Linked DNA regions of Mus musculus: all the other regions are linked to region 1. Evidence: chromatin contacts called from public ChIA-PET, HiChIP or PLAC-seq and promoter capture Hi-C data. All regions are on one chromosome and are shown on one strand. Each heading gives the region's core, a stretch centred on a gene start, on an enhancer-like site or on the middle of the called end of the contact. The rest is flanking DNA. Distances are from core to core; before and after follow the strand shown. Region 1 holds the start of Rcan3 (regulator of calcineurin 3). Region 2 holds the start of Pithd1 (PITH (C-terminal proteasome-interacting domain of thioredoxin-like) domain containing 1). Region 3 holds the start of Paqr7 (progestin and adipoQ receptor family member VII). Region 4 holds the start of Hmgcl (3-hydroxy-3-methylglutaryl-Coenzyme A lyase). Region 5 holds the start of Mtfr1l (mitochondrial fission regulator 1-like).

Region 1 (2,700 bases), core at 93-2,592:
TCAGGATCTTTGGAAGAGCAGTCAGTGCTCTTAACCATCTAGCCATCTCACCAGCCCAAGGGGAAACATTTCTATGCTTCTTGATGTGAGTATAGAAGTCACTCTCCATAATTCTTTGATGAAAAAGTGAAGAACTTGACGTGTTAAGTCAAGTTTAATCAGGAGCCTCAGGGTGGAAAGCTGCAGAAACTTCCTAAAGCAAAAGGGATACAACACTGTGATCCTGTGGGGGACACTATGGGAGTCACTCTGACGAGGATGCTATGCCCTGCATTTTGTGCCCATGACTCTCACCGAGTGACAACACTGTGTCCTTAGTTTTGACCCCCTTGTTTCATTTGTCCTATGAAGGGTCTTGCGTAAATGACAAAAGCTGATTTTCTATTTATTATTTGTTTATTATTCAGAAGGGCAGCCGTGTGGAAGTCAGAGAACACTTGCAGGAGTTCTCTCCTTCCATCACGTGCGTCCGGGGTTGGGAGCAAGGACCCTCAGAACTGAGCCATACGGCCTGGATAGCAGAGCAGAATCCTTCTAGCGGGAGCTGAGAGTTCTCCAGCTCTGTACCGTTCATCCAGTTTGTGAGCTGGAAGAGGGCACAGCTCCCTGACAGGCTGGTCTCAGCAACAGCAATTAAAATTAAAATGCCAGCCAGCCTCGGCGCTACTACTAGCCTAAACCCTGACCTAGACATAATTAATGTTCCATTATCTCCAAGGGAGATAAGCAAGACTGTGTGGAAAGGCAAACGCAAATATCATTAATATTGTACATCTGTGCTGGGTGCAATGGAGGGAGGGATGGGGCGCGCGCAGTCACACACCTGGTGACACCCATAGCACAGCCACGTCGCCATCGCCTCTACTGGGCGACGGGAGCTGCGGGGCGAGGTCGGGCACATCCGGCTGCCAGGTTCCTAGAAGGCTACCCCGGGTTAAGCTCACAGGAACCCGCCCCGAGAAGGTTCCTAGTATCCCGGCTAGCTGTTCCTGTCACTGTCACGTGAGGTCAGCAAAAAGAGAGAGAAAATGTTTCTTGGGGGCGGCGGATACCAAGGGGACATCAAAAGTCCCGTTCTGGAGGTCAAGGAAAGCCTCTGCCTTAAGAGTGCCGGCCCAGGGGGGGTGGGAAAAAAAAAAAAAAAGAGTGCCGGCCCAAGTCCCTCAAAGCCAGTGCCAGCCAGCCAAGAGGAGCAGGCGAATGCGCGCGCGCAGAACCCACCCCCGCCCCCAGAGCCCCGCCCACCACTCGGCGACTCCCGCCCACCCAGCTGTCAGCCCCGCCCTCCTGTCTGTGCGCCGGCGCAGCGCGCCCCCTGGGCGCGAGGAACCCAGGGAGGGCGCGAGGCGCGCGGGCCCGGGAGCGCGCGCGACGCTGGCAACCTCGCTCAGCCCTAGGTCACCGCCCGTGTCGCCGGCTGAGGCGGCCGCTGCGGCCCGCGTTGAGGGCGTGGTGGCTCCGGGTGGTGAGGGTCTGTCCGCCCCAGGCCGCGCTCGTGGGCATCCCCCCTCGGGCCTCTCCCCTCGAGCGCACAGGTGAGTCTCCCCTTCGCAGGGCGGGGCCGGGTCGCGGCCGCTCGGAACAGGTTTGCAGCAGCTCTGGGTGATGGATCCCCAGGATCCCTGAAAGTTAAAGCAGCCTCAGCTAGAGCAGCAGCTGCCCAGATCCTCCAGGAACCCCCTAGACGTTGCTAAGGACCAACCGCCTGATGCCCAGGATCTCCCCCAGCAGCTTCGGGGTAACGTCCTGCAAAACAACCCTCGCCCCCAGGTCCTTTCTCCTCCACCAGCAATTTCTCCACCCGCAGTTCGACTTTTTGAAAGATGTCAGGCCCAACCTGGCCCCCCCCTCCCGGAGGGCAGGGAAGGTGTGGCTAGTAAAACCCTCCTGGCAGCAGGTGGAAGCCCCACTCCCCTCTCTCCTCCCCTCCCCCAGGATGCAGGAATCCTCGTGCTTCTCTGCTTCCCTGGCATCTGGAAACTTGTCCGCTTCCTCTTGAACCCTTCAATAGCTGTCTGTTTCCAGGTTGTGGGGTTCCAGCTTCCGTGCGAAATCTCATCATCTCCTCTGGGGATTAAGATTCTAGCGGCTCACGTCCATGTTTCAGATTCAAACTAGGATTATGTAGAGTGATGTTTTATTGTAGGGTTTAAAACCAAATATATATATATTCGCGTCCCAATATTGAAGGCTATCTAGGACAATACATTTACTTGAACTTTTCGTAGAAGTCTCTCATCTACTAGTTGGCCAGAGAAGTAATTGACCATCTGTAGCTATGATTAGTGATTACTTTAAAATGTTATTTTAAGAACTGGGTGTGGCACACGTTTATAATATTAGCAAGTGGGAGACTAGTCTGGACTACATAATACGGTCCTGCCCAACAAAACAAAATAAAACCTATCTTAACACAATGCCATTACCTCTAGTCCAATATATCAATATGTAGTCCTATGAGATGGCTCAGCTGGTACAGACAGACACACTTACTGCAAAGCCTGACAGTTGGAGTTCCCGGATCCCGGGGATCAACATGGCAGGAGGAGAGAATCAGCTTTTGCAAGTTGTCCTTTGACTAATACCTGAGTGTTGCTGAGGCCACAGTCAAACACACATATAAACATTCAATAAATATATGTTAACAAAATAGTGTGCCGGGGGCGGGGGATGTCCACTGTTAAGAGCACCTACTGCTCT
Region 2 (2,700 bases), core at 68-2,567, 550 kb before region 1:
ATTTATTTTATGTATATGAGTACACTGTAGCTGTCTTCAGACACACCAGAAGAGGGCATTGGATCCCATTACAGGTGGTTGTAAGCCACCATGTGGTTGCTGGGAATTGAACGCAGGACCTCTGGAAGAGCAGTCAGTGCTCTTAACCACTGAGCCATCTCTCCAGCCCACATGTTGAGTTCTTGAATCACATTCTTCCCTTACTATTCAGTGTGACTACTCAACAGATACTATCCTGCCCACGGAACAGAGAAAAATGACTCAGAATAGGAAAAGGTGATATTTTCCTAGTGTCACACCGTCAGGGACAGACCCAGCATTCTCACCCCAGGTCTGGTGGTGAGTATACCTTCTATCAAGAAGGTAGCTATGGGCTATGAAGATGACTCAGCGGCTAAGAGCATTTGCTGTGGAAACACAAGGACAGAGTTCAAATCTCCAGCAGTCACATAAAAGCCAAGCACAGGCCCAGCAGCAAGCCCAGCTTTGGAGGGTGGAGCCTAGAAGCTCGCTGACCATTTAGCCTAGTCTAAATGGTGAGCCTCGAGTCCGGTGAGAGACTGCATCAAAAAAATATGATGCTGCTGAGCAGGATGGCCCATGCCTTCAATCCCAACGCCCCGGAGGCGGAGGCAGATGGATTTCTGTTGCGTTTTATGCCAGTCTGATCTACACAGTGAGTTCCAGGCTCAGTAGATAGTTCCAGCCAAAACTAGGTAGTAAGACACTTTATTAAGGGAAAGAGCGCGATAAGCCACAGAAGACACCAAATAGATAGATAGATAGATAGACCCATGATAGATATATAATAAATGTAACTAATTAAATCTAACACCAGATTTGGTGGTGCGTGCCTTTAATCCCTGAATTTGGGATTTGGAGGCAGGAGGGTCAGGAGTTGAAGGTACATAGATCATCTGAGGTCAGCCTGGGGCACATGAGAAACTAGCTTAAAAATATGGAAGGAAAGGCGGAGAAAGGAGACAGAGAAGGAAAAGAGGCGGGAGAAAGTAGGGGGTAAACAGATGAGGTTAACAGGGCGTCAGGGGGAGAGAGGAGGCAAGCTTTGCTGTGCTGTCGGCCCCGCCTTATCCACCACGCCGGAGAAAGGTGGCCGCTAGGGAAGAAAGCGCACGCTTTGGCTCGGGAGGGGAGGATTCGCGTCCCTGCCACGCGTCCCCAGCCCTACAGTTTCCACGCTTGAACGGTACCACTGAGCGACACCGCCAGCGTCCAGCTCTGCTGGCGCAGGTCCACGTCAATCCCTCCCGGCCCCGCCCTCTGGGCCGCGCGCGCATGCGCCGCGCAGGGGCGCCTTTTACGACGCCTCGGTGGCGGCGCTTGGCGGTCGTCGCGGAGCCGAGTGAGCTCCGGGTGAGCGGCGGTGCCGAGGGAGTCACAGGCGAGCCGGCGGGCGGCGTCGCCATGTCGCACGGCCACAGCCACGGCGGGGGCGGCTGTCGCTGCGCCGCTGAGCGCGAGGAGCCGCCCGAGCAGCGCGGCCTGGCCTACGGGCTGTACCTGCGCATCGACCTGGAGCGACTGCAGTGCCTCAACGAGAGCCGCGAGGGCAGCGGCCGCGGCGTCTTCAAGCCGTGGGAGGAGCGGACCGACCGCTCCAAGGTGGGCGGCCCGGGAGCCCCGGGGCCTCGCAGGGTAGACAGACAGGGAAACTGAGGCCCAGAGGAGCAAGGTGGGCGCTTTACCTCCCTTCCGAGGCGGCGAGGGCATGTGAGGGAGGAGAGCAGAGAGGACTGCTGTCTCTTCCTCTGACCATTGGTCCAGATGGCTGTCCGATGGCCTCACCTGGCCTGGGGTCGCGATCCGTACTTCTAACCTGGAACCCAGACCCCTTTGAGAGCCATTTGAAGGTTCTCCAGAAGGGTACACAGAAGCACTGGTCTTTTGAGTTCGCAGCCTGGGAAACCCCCATTAGAATCCCTCTAAGAGGGGCCGTGGTGATTAGAATATGGAGACTGAGCAGCTCCCAGCTATGAGGACCTGGGCGCGGGTTGTTGGGACAGGTCCATTTGCATCGCGACTCAGTTTGTAGAACAGGGAGGCCAGATGCCTGAAATTGTAGTTTCTCAGCAGATATCTGTTGCTTCCTCCCCATGCACCGCAGTTTGTTGAAAGTGATGCGGACGAAGAGCTCCTGTTTAATATTCCGTAAGTATCTCCTTGGCTCTTGCCTCAGGCAAACTGGGCTGTACCCAGTTGTCTCTTCGGATGACTTCATTTGATGGCTATGTCAAGAGTGCACACCTGTGTCTAGAAATGGGGTAGATTTTCTTTGGTGGGTTTGAGAAAGTAAGTATAGGAGCTTGTGTGTGTGTGTGTGTGTGACTACACATGCATTTGTCGAATTATAATTGAGGTGATTACATTTCTTGGAGGTATGGAATGACAGGGTCTTTGAAAGGACTACAGGTGGCAGATGAGTCAGCTGAGCTAAAAGGGAAGGGTCTTGTCAGAGTCACATGGCTGCTGGTCCTCAGGGTTCAATCCCAGGTAGACAACCTTCTCTTTGGAATTCTGGCAGGTTTACGGGCAATGTCAAGCTGAAAGGCGTCATCATAATGGGCGAGGATGATGACTCGCACCCCTCGGAGATGAGACTGTGAGTAGTGAGGGCTTCGGCCCTCGGGAGACTCCCACCTAGCTTTTGCTGGTATATTTTATTCCAGGGATATGGAGATG
Region 3 (2,700 bases), core at 160-2,659, 940 kb after region 1:
AAACCAATTCTCCAATTCAGCTCAACCAATTTAAAGAAAAGGCTACCTCCGCGTCTTCCAGGACTGAACAAGAAACTATTGGTGTTTCACACTGCATTGTGGGTCTCCATTTGTACTCAGTAACGTGATCAGAATGGAAATGTTAAGGACATTTTCCCCCAAAGTTCAGACACTCCCACGGTTCCAAGGAGTACCCTGAAAGGGAAGATCTTCATCATGGTGTCCCCGGGTACCCAACAAGAACAGTCAGCTTGGGGAATCCACCAAGCCTCCTCTCAGTGCATAGCCTGAGGCAGCCTAAGGGGCTTCAGGGGCTGCTAGGAGGAAATCCCCCAGGTTAAGGCTGAGGGTGGTGGTGGGGCCTTGTCTCTTTTCCTATCTAGGGCAATCTGGCTTTCCTGACGCTAGGGAAGGGATCCAATATTCTGGCCTGGTAGCCCTCCCACCTCTCTAAAGCTTTCCTTGGGGGTTCCCCCACAAGGATCTGCAAAACATACCACACACACACACACACACACACACACACACACACACACACACACACACACACACACTTCCACCCCTGCTCCTTCTTGTCCCATTATAACCTCGCTCCTAGAATGCAGCACATAGCCTGTGAGGTTGGTTGTTCCTGCCCAGGGTGTGATCCTGCTGCACAGGCTGTCTCCCATGCCTAACTTCTGCAGACGACACTGAATTATTCTCCCCATTCCACAAGCCACAAGCTCATAGGCTTTACTCCAGCCCTGGTCCTCCTTCTCCATGGCATGCTACCTCTGGTCCTCCCATAATCCTTCTGCTCTCCCCACTCCCTTACAGTGACCCCCCCACTGCTCCTCCGGGGGTGGGGTGACCTCAAACGTTTCTTCTTCCGGTCCCCTCCTTGAGGCTAATTCCCTTGGTGACCTCTCCTCACCCCTACCGGGAGGTGCTCCCCTACATAACTGTCCGGCTGTCAGGGTCCTGCTGTCTTCGGCCTCGCCCCATCTTCTGCCACCTGCCCACTTCCGCCACTGGGCACCGCACGCATGCAGCTAGGAGCACACCCCCAACCCGCGTGCCGGGGGAGCACTTCTCTACTCCCAGCCCAGCCCAGCCCGGCCCGGCCCCGGGATCTCCAGGAGCAGTCTCACCTGTGGTCAGAGCAGAGCTAGGAGCTGTCTGCTGCGTCCCCCGCGCTGGAGTCGCAGATAAAGGGGTAGCGGCCACGCCCCAAGCCCGGAGGGCGGCGCTGGGCACCGGGAGCTCAGCCGCCTCCGCCAGTCTGCAGCTTCTCGCCTGGCGTTATGCAAGCTCAGACTGCAGGAGGGGTCACTCCACGACGCATCCCGGGACTTCCTGCGGCCACAGTACAGTCTGAAAATAGAAGGCCCAGAGAACCTAGGCTCAGATAAGAGGCTGCAGACTCCTGCAGAGTTTACCCACTTCCCCAAAGCGCAAGCTTCGCTCTGTGATAGTTGCAAGAGAGTCGGATGAGTGTCCCAAGAGCTCTGAGGCAAGCTTGAGCTCAGCACATACCGCTCATGCCTCACAGGGCTACTGTAGTCCAGATGTCGCTCTCCCTGGGGAGCTGCGTCCCAAACTGGGCTCTCTGGCTTATCAAAGTCTCATCCCGTGATCTCTGACATTTTCCCTGTCCTGATTTGTCTAGATCTCTGTCAGAACAACCACTCCTGGTTGTCACATCTTCCAGGTATGGGACCAGCAGAGAAGGTGAACAGCCCAGTGGGTTTTTATAGGCAGGGTATGCCTCCAATAAATACTTTCTTACAGTGCCTCATGTGCCTGCCCCTTCTGTGGTGTTCATACCTAACAAAAATGGAGTACCAGACCGGGTCTTGAGTAAAGAGGCCTGATTGGTAGAGGCTAGGGCCCTGTCCTTTACTGAGCTTTTGAGTCTAGAGCCCTGACACATTAACAGGATTGAAGCCTGTTGCTACCCCAGCTCACCCTGCGACCTTGGACAAACCTTGCTCTTTTGGGCCTCAGTGTTATAGAGATGGCAGTACCACTTGACAAGGTGTTTAGGTCAAACGGTGGACATGAAGGTCTTTGGAAACTGCAAAATTTCCCTCTGTACTGTGATGAGCATATTATCTTAAGAGAATTGTATGTGAGAGACTGGCCTCTCATTCAACAAATTCAGACAAACGCCCACATTTCCTGAATCCATGGGGCAAGCCGACAGGCCTGCCATCCCGTGCCTACTACTCTGGAGACTGAGGCAGGAGGATTATTTGAAGCCAGGAGTTCAAGGGCAGCCTGGGCAACATATGGTGACTGTGTCCTGATAGGATGAATAAAAATGAGAGACTTTGCAGACAGTGGTGGCAGCGGTGGCACACGCCTTTGATCCCAGCACTCAGGAGCCAGAGGCAGAGGCAAGGGATCTCTGGGTTCTGGGCCAGCCTACTCTATGGAGCTAGTTCCAGGAAAGCCAGCGCTAAACAAAGACATCCCATCTTAAACAAAACAAAACAAAACAAAACAAAACAAACAGTAAGGACTTAGAAGAAGCCTCGGACTCAGCTTCTATTTTTGGCAGGAAGGTCAAGCTCTCACTGCTTTGATTCTTTGTTTCCGGTTGGTTTGGCTTTTGTCAGAGGTGGTATGTTTTTTGTTCATTTGTATGTTTTTAAAGGCAGAGTCTCACCCAGCTCCTGCTTGGAGCTCACAAGTGAAGCAGAGGCTGAGGTCTCC
Region 4 (2,700 bases), core at 126-2,625, 510 kb before region 1:
CATAGCAGGCTCTGAGTTTGAAGCTAGCCTGGTCTATGTAGTGAATACCAAAGTTATATAGAAAGAAACTTTGTCTTAGATAGATAGATAGATAGATAGATAGATATTATGACCCACCATGTTACTTAATTCTCATTCTCTCCCCCTCTCCCCCTCGGGTTTATTTCCTTAACTTTTCACGTTGATATTTGCCTTTTCATTTGATCCCTGAGCAATCATTGGAAGTGGGTAGACTAAAGATGCAGAAGTGGCTTTCTTTTTCTTTCCCATTTTTTTTGTTTTTGTTTTTTTTTTTTTTTGTTTTTTTTTTGTTTTTGTTTCTTTCGACACAGGGTTTCTCTGTGTAGTCCTGGCTGTCCTGGAACTCGCTTTGTAGACCAGGCTCCCCTCGAACTCAGAAATCCGCCTGCCTCTGCCTCCCGAGTGCTGGGATTAAAGGCGTGAGCCACCATGCCCGGCCAGAAGTGGCTTTCTGGGCTTTCTGAGAGGCACCCACGAGCTGCAAGGAAAGTAGTTTTTCCAAGTGCTAATACAATGCCTAAACTCCCCAACATAAAATCGTAACAGCGCCATCACAGAGCTGAGGGTGTAGCAGTGACGCTGGCGCTGATCGCTCCTAAGTCCAACTCTCACAAAGCACCACCACCGACTGACTGGTCACTCACTAAATCATCCTGAGACTCTGCATTTTACGTATAAGCAAGCTGAGTACACACCTCTGTCACTCAGCCTAGAAAGTGGCAGATCACCCGGACACCAGTTTGCGGTTTAGCCAGCACAGCTCTTTTTGCCCCCCCCCCCTTCCTTCAAATAACTGCGCGTGGTCAGAATGCCAGGACCAAACATGCCCAAAGGACAGTTCTGAGGGAATCCCTGTCCGGCCCACGCGATCCAAGTTCTCCCCAGGCGTCCATAAAAGCAACAAGGGCCGAGTAAGGCGGCAGACAGGGATGCTTGTGTTTCCCACACTGAACACTGTTTTCCACTAATGAAGGGCCGGAGAGATCCGAAGCTCAAATAGGGGAAGGAGTCAGGGTCACCGTAAGGGAGGTAGGACGCCCAGGATGGTGTCCCCGGTCTCCACAGTCACAGCGGGTCGATTCTCTTCCCGCCGCCTCAGTTTCCCCGTTTCTTGCAATGGATCTGAGCCAGACCGGCTGGGTCCGGAACTCTCAAATCCTCCCGGCAACAGTCCCTCGAGCGGTCCCGCTCCTCCGCCTGTCACAGCAGCTGAGGAGGCCCGCCCGATCCCATGACTGTCACCCGCCTGGGGAGCACTTACAGCCCGGAGGGACGTCAAGCCCACCAGCCTCCGCGGGAAAGCCTTCCTCACTGACGCCATCTTCACTCCGGAGGCCAACCCACTGGGCACCACGTGACCGCCGATCCCTCTGTGGGCGTGGTTAGGGCCGGAGGCGGTGCATCGCTCCTCTTGTGAGGCTCCCAGTTTGGTTCCTCCCCTCAGCCTGTCTGTTTTCTTTTCCTACTCCCCTCTAAGTAGCTCTACCCTCCAATCATGCCCACTCCATGATTTTCTGAACACGTGTCCCATGAAGAGCCATGACATTTGACAGCCCATGTGTAGATCCCGAGATTTTTTTCACCTCCACCTGCTTCCCCCACGTCTTAAATCACGCCCGGTTCCAATCCAGGGCCATTTATCTGCCTTCTGAAAGGCGTTGTGTTCCCAGGGCGTGTTGGGGTTGAAGATGACTGGGAAGCTGGTGGGCCAAGCCGATGGCTCCTTTAGTCTTAAAGGAACAGGGAAGGCAAGAAGGCCTAGGTTAGCGAAGGACTGCTATAACTGTGGGCTTCTAGGGGCTACTACTGGTGCTCGGGTGACTTGTGAAACCCTGAAGCTAGCCATTAGGAAATCATTGTGTCCCTGTGTATACACTGTCTTACTTCCTTCTTGTCTTCCCGTCCTCAGCCTCAGTGGGGAAGTCTTCAAATGACTAAACATGCGTGTGCATCATGCAGAATGGCGCAGATCCCGCCCCAAAGGTTAAGGTCACAAAGTAGAATATAAAGGTTCACTGTGGAGCTGGTGAGATGGCTCAGCGGGTAAGAGCACTGACTGCTTTCCCGAAGGTCCCGAGTTCAAATGGTGGCTCACAACCACCTGTAGTGAGATCTGGCCCTCTTCTGGTATGTCTGAAGACAGCGACCATGTACTTATTAAATAAATCTTTGGGCCTGAGTGAGTGGTGGCCGACTAGAGCGAGCAGATGTCCTAAAATTAAATTTCCAACAACCACATGAAGGCTCACAACCATATGTACAGCTATAGTGTACTCATATACTCCATGTAGACCAGGCTGACCTAAACTCAGAGATCTGCCTGCCTCTACTTCTGCCTACTAAGTGCTGGAGTTAAAGATATGTGCCACGATGGCCACCAAAGTTTTAAATTATTACTAGTGTATTTACTTCATGTGCATGGCTGTTTTGCCTACATGTAAGTCTATGTAGAACACCTGTGAGGCCATAAGAGTGAAGCAAGAAAAACATCTTTGCTAAATCCTGACCTGACCTTGGGCTGACATTGAGGTCAGCTTGACCCTCAGGCACTTACAGGAATTTTTGCTAACCTGCTCTGGCCTGCTTTTGTAACCACAAGGCTTTCTGCTCCCATCAAGCAAAAACAAACCTGTCTCCACCTCTACTTTGTTTTTTTTTTAATATTTACTTATTTTATGT
Region 5 (2,700 bases), core at 40-2,539, 900 kb after region 1:
GCTATGCTGAATTCCACACCCCTAAGCCCCTTACCCCATAAAAACCCCTAGCTTTCCAGCCTCGTGGCCGACATCCGTTATCTCCTGTGTGGGATGCATGTCGGTCCGGAGCTCCGTAATTAAACGACCTCATTTAATTCCATCAAGATGGTCCTTCGTGATTTTTTGGGTGCACACCGAATCGGGAATTGAGTGGGGGTTTCCCCACTAGGTTCTATCAGTGGCTTTGTCGCTGATAGACTATCTGACAGTGATACCCAACAATCAAAAAGGAGCTGAGAAATTCCAGCTATCTATCTTGGCATGTGCCCTACCGGTGTTTAGAAGTAAATGTCTACAATTGTGATACAACTTCCCTGGGATTTAGCACAGTTGCAACTGTGCAGGTTTTTGTAGCCTGGAGCAATAGGCTTTACCAATTCACCTAGGATGTAGTATATTCTGTAGGTGTGTGTACGTACTCACTCTATAATGTTTGTGTAACTCAGTCACCTAAGGACACGTTTCCCAAAGAGTACCCGTTCTTCAGCAACATATAACTGTAATTTCCAGAGGACAACAATAGAGAAATAAAGCATGTATGGGTGTAGTAAGGCAGGTCTGGGCATAATGCCCATTGTGACTGCACAAAGCTGTCCACCCACGAATCCAAAAGATTTGTCCCTGGCAGGTGGGGATTATAGGCTTTGGGAGAACTGGTGAGTCAGGCAAAGCCACGTGCAGAGAAGAAAGTGTATGCCCATTAACTGGATGCCATGGAGACCGGTAGAAAGAGCGACCTTGAGAGCTTTGGTGTCTCCGAGTGCCATCAATCCACCCATCTCATTAACAGACTGAACTATGCTGCACACGTGTGTACGTGTATGAGCGTGTGTGAGACAGAGAACTTTAAAATAGAAGACAGCTATTCCGAAGCACTGGAGGGCATGCCTGAAAGGCGAAAGCAGCCATTTTTGCTGGGGGATGTATCTGGGGGAGCATGAAATGGGACGAGGGTCCAGACTAGATAGGAAAGGCTGAAATGCCAAGATGAGAGGATTCGGAGATCTGCAGCAGGAGTATGGACTATTTCCAGTGCTGAGCAGCAACACTGGCAGACTACCGCTTCCCAGAAGTTTGTTGACACTAAACACGGGAAGCAACTCCTACGGCAGCAACTAAACTTGGGAGGAAAACTCCAGCGGGATGCGCGCACAGACTTCGTGCCCTCCCCCGGAGGGGTGAGGGCGTGGCCCGGGGAGGGGTGTGGCCTCCTGGCCGGTCTGCCGTCCACTCAGAGCCCGCGTCCATTCCGGGCCCCTCTCTAGGCCCGCCTCTCCTGGGCGTGGTGCTCGCCGCGCAGCTGCAAATGATTGCTTCCGGAGGCGGGTCAGCGGAAGTGAGGGACTTCGAGGCCGGGCCGCCCGCTGGGGTAGGAGGGGCTGAGGTGAGTGTGGCGCTGGAGTCCGGGCTAAGCCCGATGCGGGGTCCCACAGGAGACGGGCTCGGTGAGCGCCCTGGGCCGTCGCCGGCGTCTCCGTCCCGGCGCAGGGGAGCACGCGTTCCCTGTTCCCGTGCAAGTTCTCGCGGGAGTCGCCGCTGTCTGCCCCCCTCGGTGAGGGCACTGGTCCCCAGGCGTAGTTGCTGGCCGTGTCACCCAGCGGTTGGGGTCGCCCCAGCCGTTGGAGCGCGGTACGCCCCGGGCCGCGCGGCGTATCTGGGACCTACGCCGGCCTGGAGGCTACTGAGCGGCCCGGCCCGGCCCGCGGGTCCAAGGGCCGCTGGACGCGCGGTAGGAACTTGGCCGACCTTGGCCCGGGCCGGGTCGCCGTCGCGGGGGTGGGGACCCGTCGTTGAGGGCGCAGGGGGCTGCATCTTGCTGGCCACCGGCGCCTCGTGAGACCCTCGCGCGCTCTGCCCGGGTGTCCGCCGGGCACCGCTGGGCTAAAGTTTCTCCCTGGCCCAGGACCTGCCGGGTCGAGGCGCTCTCGGAGCAGAGAGGGTCTGCCGAGAGTGGCCGCACGGGAAGACGCGGGCACGGCCAGCGCAGAAGGAGCTGCGGCAGCGCCGATGTGCGGAGGGAGAGCCGGGGCTGCGGAACCGGCTAGAGCGTCTAGCGGGCACGCGGGGGGCGGGGCCTCGAAGCCAAGTTAGTGTCGCCTACAGCGGTTTCTTAAAAGCAAGCCAAGTGCTTACAGCGGCTGCCGGAGGCCGGGATATGGGCCGTTCGGTTACTTCCATTTCTGTTTTGAGCACCCTCGGAAGGCGATCCAGGCTGCCACGGAGTGAACTGCGAACCCCAGGCTGCCAGGGACAGAGTGATGGATGAGCTGGGTGCTGAGGGACTGAGATAAGCTGGATAAGTTGGGTCCCACAGAGGCAGTGGTATAGACTGGGGCACAGATAGGTGTGTTGGGAGCTGGTAGCCCGGTAGTAGCATGGCCCCAGCAGAAGACTAGGGAGTGAGTATGGTCGCAGATCGTGTACTTGCCAAACTGTATTAGAGCTTGGTCTTAAGAGAGCTGGAAGATGGGGTATATCCTGCTGGCAGGACTGTGGAGTCTAGAAGAGAGTTGAAAGATTTAAACACCAGAGTAATAGAACCGGCAGCTTGTTAAACCCGAGGTTTAGATTCGGTTGGAGTCTTTGGAGATGAAGCAGGACAGGAGAGGGCGTAATGGCAGGAGTAGCACAGTTAAGTGGCCTTTAGCAAGAAGTCTG

What was found. Promoter capture Hi-C pulls out the DNA fragments that hold promoters and counts their contacts. ChIA-PET counts read pairs in DNA pulled down with a chosen protein or histone mark. HiChIP or PLAC-seq counts read pairs in DNA pulled down with a chosen protein or histone mark.
Region 2: an RNA polymerase II ChIA-PET map of memory CD8 T cells shows a contact between it and region 1, with 5 read pairs. The contact joins the promoter of Pithd1 here to the promoter of Rcan3 in region 1. A contact is called at or near these places in 1 of 39 promoter capture datasets (cranial neural crest) and 3 of 115 datasets of contacts at active chromatin or transcription factors (bone marrow-derived macrophages, memory CD8 T cells and pancreatic cancer cells).
Region 3: a contact with region 1 is called in an RNA polymerase II ChIA-PET map of memory CD8 T cells, with 8 read pairs. The contact joins the promoter of Paqr7 here to the promoter of Rcan3 in region 1. A contact is called at or near these places in 3 of 115 datasets of contacts at active chromatin or transcription factors (T-cell acute lymphoblastic leukemia, memory CD8 T cells and pancreatic cancer cells) and 1 of 9 other capture datasets (liver).
Region 4: an HNF4G HiChIP or PLAC-seq map of pancreatic cancer cells shows a contact between it and region 1. The contact joins the promoter of Hmgcl here to the promoter of Rcan3 in region 1. A contact is called at or near these places in 4 of 115 datasets of contacts at active chromatin or transcription factors (astrocytes, bone marrow-derived macrophages, forebrain and 1 more) and 1 of 9 other capture datasets (pancreatic islet).
Region 5: a promoter capture Hi-C map of pre-B cells shows a contact between it and region 1, with 3 times the contacts expected there. The contact joins the promoter of Mtfr1l here to the promoter of Rcan3 in region 1. A contact is called at or near these places in 4 of 39 promoter capture datasets (the C10 cell line, liver and pre-B cells).

Annotation. Positions count from the first base shown.
Region 1 is chr4:135,432,447-135,435,146 of GRCm38.p6, reverse strand. It overlaps Rcan3 (regulator of calcineurin 3), which reads left to right and starts at 1,342. Exons shown (of 5, transcript NM_022980.4): 1 at 1,342-1,535.
Region 2 is chr4:135,985,861-135,988,560 of GRCm38.p6, reverse strand. It overlaps Pithd1 (PITH (C-terminal proteasome-interacting domain of thioredoxin-like) domain containing 1), which reads left to right and starts at 1,317. Exons shown (of 6, transcript NM_025411.4): 1 at 1,317-1,623; 2 at 2,126-2,169; 3 at 2,543-2,620. The coding sequence starts at 1,426.
Region 3 is chr4:134,495,470-134,498,169 of GRCm38.p6, reverse strand. It overlaps Paqr7 (progestin and adipoQ receptor family member VII), which reads right to left and starts at 1,409. Exons shown (of 2, transcript NM_027995.3): 1 at 1,134-1,409.
Region 4 is chr4:135,945,123-135,947,822 of GRCm38.p6, reverse strand. It overlaps Hmgcl (3-hydroxy-3-methylglutaryl-Coenzyme A lyase), which reads right to left and starts at 1,375. Exons shown (of 9, transcript NM_008254.3): 1 at 1,283-1,375. The coding sequence starts at 1,342.
Region 5 is chr4:134,533,976-134,536,675 of GRCm38.p6, reverse strand. It overlaps Mtfr1l (mitochondrial fission regulator 1-like), which reads left to right and starts at 1,289. Exons shown (of 7, transcript NM_029759.4): 1 at 1,289-1,426.